Linked DNA regions of Triticum aestivum: region 2 is linked to region 1. The links are chromatin contacts, called in public Hi-C maps. All regions are on one chromosome and are shown on one strand. Each heading gives the region's core, a stretch centred on a gene start, on an enhancer-like site or on the middle of the called end of the contact. The rest is flanking DNA. Distances are from core to core; before and after follow the strand shown.

The links. Hi-C and Micro-C count contacts between places; a contact is called where the count stands out from the background.
Region 2: a Hi-C map of an unstated tissue shows a contact between it and region 1, with 8 times the contacts expected there. The contact joins the promoter of LOC123188019 here to the promoter of LOC123188018 in region 1. A contact is called at or near these places in 2 of 5 Hi-C or Micro-C datasets (leaf and an unstated tissue) and 1 of 1 datasets of contacts at active chromatin or transcription factors (leaf).

The regions. Positions count from the first base shown.
Region 1 is chr2A:140,018,105-140,020,804 of IWGSC CS RefSeq v2.1, reverse strand. It overlaps LOC123188018 (phosphatidylinositol glycan anchor biosynthesis class U protein), which reads right to left and starts at 1,278. Exons shown (of 15, transcript XM_044600049.1): 1 at 981-1,278; 2 at 440-593; 3 at 299-346. The coding sequence starts at 572.
Region 2 is chr2A:140,428,496-140,431,217 of IWGSC CS RefSeq v2.1, reverse strand. It overlaps LOC123188019 (ninja-family protein 1), which reads right to left and starts at 1,458. Exons shown (of 2, transcript NM_001426803.1): 1 at 662-1,458. The coding sequence starts at 1,163.

The DNA of each region.
Region 1 (2,700 bases), core at 29-2,528:
AAAAATTGCTCTGTAATACTCCCTCTGTTCCTAAATATAAGTCCTTTTAGAGATTCCAATATGGACTACATACGGAGCAAAATGAGTGAATCTACACTCTAAAATATGTCTATATACATCCGTATGTAGTCCCTAGGGAAATCTCTAAAAAGACTTATATTTAGAAATGGAGGGAGTACTACCTAATAATACCACCTCCCACCCAACTATCCTGGCCTCAAAATTTGGGCCATTCTGTTGCAAATGTGAAGTGCTAAAAGTTAGCAAAGCGATCAAAGAGGGGAGGTGCGTAACGTACCGGAATAGGGTGACATGGACGCCTGCTTCAGCCAGTAACCTTCTGCCACTGCAACATACACAGGAGGCAAACGAGAACGCCGACATCACAAAAGGGCTGGGGTTTGCAGGGCAAGGACTGAGAGCAAGGAGGTGTGCTTACGGCGGCGGAGGGACGTGAGGGGGGTGGAGACCTCCGGGCGGGATGCAAGGTGGAGGTCTCCGCCGAAGAGCACCAGAACGAGGCGGAACCCAACGGCTGCGACAGCCATCGACCAGTAGTGTCGGATCGCCATCGCCGCTGATCAGTGGTGGGTCTAGGATTTGTAAATATGACATGTTAACATACTAATTATAATTTACCAATAGCACTATCATAATCCACCTGATTGGACACAGCAAATTCTGTGTAAAATCATAATTCACCTGATTGGACACAGCAAAAATTTACATTCTAGTATCAATCATGATGACATAATTGGACACAGCGAAAATTTACATTCTAGTATCGTTTATGATTCCCTAAAAAAAATATCAATCATGATGACATAATTGGACACAAGAAATTATGTGCAAAGTTATGTGTGTGTGTTAATGTACGTGGCAGATAGCACTGTCATAATCCACCTGATAGATAATCCATGAATATAAACCTTAAATTCGTAATGAGACCAACCAAAACTTGGGGAATGGAGAAAAGGCACCTCAAATTGGCTGGCCGCTGCAACTGCACACCGCCGGCCGCAGGGCAGGACTGCTGCCGAGTGCGGAATGGGCGGCTGCCGGGCGCCGACTGGCAAGGCCGCGGTGCGGCGGTGGGCGACCGGTGGGTGGGGCGGGCAGGGGCGCTGGGTGGGCGCTGCGGGCAGGGCCGGCTCTTTGCCTCCTGGCAACCGGTGGCGGCGACGGCGTGCGGCGAGGCAGGCGGCGAGCCTGCGAGATCGGGAGGAGAATCGGGGACAGGAGTCGGAGTCGGGAGTCAGTGGGTTTCTCTTTTTTTTTAGCGGTGGGAGCAGAGCTGGCCAAAAGGCCAGCACGGCACGGCCCACAGAGACATGTTTATTAGACGGGCCGTGCCGTGCTGGACGGGCCGTGCCGTGCTGGCCCACGTGCCTTGCTTCCTGGCCCAGGCGCGGCACATTTAGTAAACGAGCCAGCCCGTGGAACGTTGTAGCACATTGGGTTGTGTGGTCACGGGAGCGGCTCCTCGTCATTGGGCCATTAAGAGCATCTTCAGCCGTTGGGCCCTCAGGAGGCGCTAAAAATCGTTCCTGGGACGCATCGGCGATAAACGACGCGCTGGGTACGTGATGTCCCCCAGTCACGGTGCCCACGTTTTTCTGAAAATATAAATTACGGCACAAACACGGCGTAAATTCAATCAAACTTCGACGAGTTCGTTCATATTTAAAATATTTTACAAAAAGAAAAAAAAAGCTATTAGGTTACTCCTTGTCGTCTCCCTCACCGCTCCTCGCCGCCCGCCGCCTTGCAGATCTAAATGCCGAGGAGGCGGTAGAACCGCGTGTAGTCGTCGCCATCGTCGTCGTCGTCTCCCGCCGCGGCCGCCGTCCCTGCTGCAACCCTCCCCCGGTTGGCGCGGCGGGTTGGACGGTCCGGGGGCATCGGCGTCGTCGCTGTCGAGGCCCACGACGCCGTGCTCGTCCTCGCACCCACGTTTGCGGGCGGCTATCTCCTCCAAGGCCCGGCGCTGCTGGACCACCTCATCGCCGAGGTAGTCGTCCCGCGCCCGCCGTAGGGCATCCTCGTCGGAAAAGCCGCGCCGGGCTATCTCCTCATACTCCGCGGGGAGGCCGGGCTCCGGCTTCGGCCTAACAAGGACGAGGCGGCCAGAGGCGGGGGCGGAGTCGTCGATGTGGACGCCGGAGCTGCGGGTGCGCGAGCTAACAGGCGTCTCCTGGGGCGTGTCTTGGGGCTCCGGCTTGACGGGGCGGAGGCAGGGAGAGCCGGTTGACCGACCTGACGAGGAGGAGGATGCCCCGAGGTCCATGCGCCTCGGCGTCCATGAGCTCCCACGACGGCGAGAGAAGGACGGGGGGGAGGGGTACTCCAGCCTCGGCGTGTTGCCGCCCTCGATGTACTCGAGGACAGCCTCCAGCGTGCGGCCGGGCACGCCCCACCATCGGCGCCTCCCCTCGGAGTTGAGCCTGTCGAAGGGAACGGCGTCGTTGGTGGCCTCGAGTTGCTCGGCGTGGCGGCGGCGGAAGTATGGCTCCCAGAGCAGGCTGTCGGGGACGTAGTGTGGCCCCTCCCTCGCCGCCCGCAGCAAGGAGGAGCGGATACACGCGATCTCCGCGCGTCGCGACGCCCCGGTGGGCGGTGGCGGCACTGGGCCCCCGCCGGCGCTGATTCTCCAGGCCCCGGGCACCCGCATGTCCGGCGGGACCGGGTACTCGGCCTCGA
Region 2 (2,722 bases), core at 209-2,708, 410 kb before region 1:
TCCAACATGTCAATAAAGATTCATATCCCAATGTGCTCTTTTCCGTTTACTAATCGTCAGTGCTTTCCAGTTTTTCAGGTAGACAATTCAAATCATATATGTTTAGCAGCTGCTCGGATAGTGATTAGCCTCAATAATCAGACTCTGACGCTACGTAACTACTGACTAGTAGTGACTAAAAGCTTAGAAGCTGCTTAGAAACATGCCGTAGAAGGCATCTCTCCAGACCCTAGGAGCAACAGCACGGCTCGAAATAATCCCAGAAATGACATCACCCAAAACAAACGCCCCGAAAAGAACACAACAAATCCCATGCGTACGTGGAAGCATCATCAGGTTGTGCAGAAAAGAATTCCCCATTTCTAACGAATTTGGCGAAAAAGAAAAGCATCGGCTGAGCTAGCGTTCTAACGAATCGATCCCGGTAAATCACAATACCAAAGCAAGATCCATGGCAAAGAACACTCGACTTTTTAGATCCCCCCTCTGCCCATGCATCTCCTACCGAAAGAACTACGGTGAGCTCGGCATGACACCGACCTGCATGGATCGCCGAGAGCTTAACAGGCAGCTGGATGAATAATTCGAGCAAGGAAGCGCAATAGAACAGTGGGAATTGCAAGCTGATTGTAGCGAATAGTTGGTGAAAGCATGTGCATACCTTGCTCGGGCATGCTTGAGGAGGGGTTCCCCTGGTCGACGACGGAGCGGCGGAGCTGGAACGCGCTGGGGTAGAGCGGCTCCTGGGCGTCGTCCCGGCTGCTGCTGCCGCCGGACTTGCCGGAGTTCATGGAGGTGCGGCGCTCGAGGCGCTTGCGCTTGGCCTGGAGGCGCTTGAGGCTCTGCATCTCGCGCCGGCGCCACCGCTCCTCCTCGGTCTCGGTGGGGAGCGAGCTGGTGCGCATCAGCGGCGCCGGCGGGGGCGTCGCGGCGGCGAGGTCGTCGCTGGTGCCCGGGAGCGAGCACATGGCGGCGAGGGAGGAGGAGCGCACCAGCCGCGGCTTCTTGGCGTCCCGGCCGGAGTTGGCGCCGAAGCAGCCGCCCAGGGACAGGCCGAGGCTGAGCTCGACCACCTCGTCCGCCTCGCCGGCGCCGCCCCCCGCCTTGTCCGACGCCGCCCCCTTCTCCCCGCCGAACCTGCCCAAGAAGTCCCTCGACGCCATGTCCGTCCGGCAGAGAGAGAGAGCAAGCAATTCCCCGCCGCGAAGCACACGCCAATCCCTCCTCCCCCGAAGCTCCAAGGACGGCCAAATTCTCAGGAACGCCTCGCCATTGCCGCGAATCCGTCCCGCGCGGGGCAATTCTCGGTCTCCAAACCCAGAGGGAAGAACATCACAGCGCCCAGGGAGGAACAAACAATCGACGAGCGCCGGGCAAGCAGAGCCAGTAGAATCGGCGGCAATCAGATCCCTCCGACGCGCGTGGGATCCTCGAGCGAGCGGGAGAGGGAGAGGGGGGGGGGGGTGGAGGATGGGAATGGAGAGGAGAGGAGAGGAGAAGAGAAGGAGGCCTGCGTGTCGCTCTAATCTCCTTCGTTGTTAGACTGCTCCCTCCATTAAACCGAAATTGTTTGGAGACGGGAACAGGGGGGAGCTAGTTGGATGGGACTACGAGCGCATGGAGGCCGGCCACGTGTCGGACAGCGGGTACACGTGTTGGACCCCGACAAGCCCAGCCGGTATCGGGCGGCGCGCGGCTCGGCGCGGCTCGGCTGGGGCCGCGGTTGGTAGTGATGGTACTTGGGGATGTGTGACGTGTCGAGGCCGCGTAGGGGCGTCTGCCTGACACGTTTCGGGCTTCCGGTTCTCAGGGCACGGCTCCCCGTGCGGTGTCACTCCGGAATACTACTTCTGCCTTTTTCTACTTCCTACTGTTTGTATGATTGTATCTATATACGCACCTCCGGTAAATGTTGGTGGTTATAAATAACCTAAAATTTAAAAAGTGGCCGTGCGCTAATTGAAGAAAACGAGCGGCCGAACTTTTTTACCATGCATGAGTTGTATTTTTGTCTGTTAGTGCATGTTGTTATTTGTATTTAATGTGTTTACACTGGTTAGTCCAATTTGAAACAAACAGCTTCACGTACAATTATTTTGGTTTTCCAAATTTTTAAAAAGCCATATCTTTCAAACCGCGCGCCGGAATTCAGATCCGTCTTCACTGTTGAATTTTTTGCGATGAGATCTTTAAAACTAGATCCCCCATGAGTATGTTTCGACGAAATTTTTTTGATGCCAACTTTAACGCTATATTGTGCAACTTCAGTACTGCTTTGTGCAAGTTTAGTACTGCATGGTGCAATTTTTTCAAACCCAGTTTTTTGGAGCTGCATCCACAGTAGTTGTAATTGAACACATAGTAGTTCTAGTTGGCACATACATGGCCACAGAGTTGTACAATCTGATCCGCATAGTCGCATATGAATTGTCATAACTTGTAATGTAGTCTAGTTGCACACACATTGATGTTTAGTTGGCTTGTAACGTATTCAAGTTGCACACGCATTGATGTTTAGTTGGCAGGAATACTAATTGCACACACATATGCTTAGTTGGCTTGTAATATAGTCCAGTTGCATACACATTGATGATTAGTTGGCAGGAATACTAATTGCACACACATATACTTAGTTGCATACACATTGATGTTTAGTTGGCAGGACACTAGTTGCACACGCATTGATATTTAGTTGGCAGGACTAATTACACACACATATACT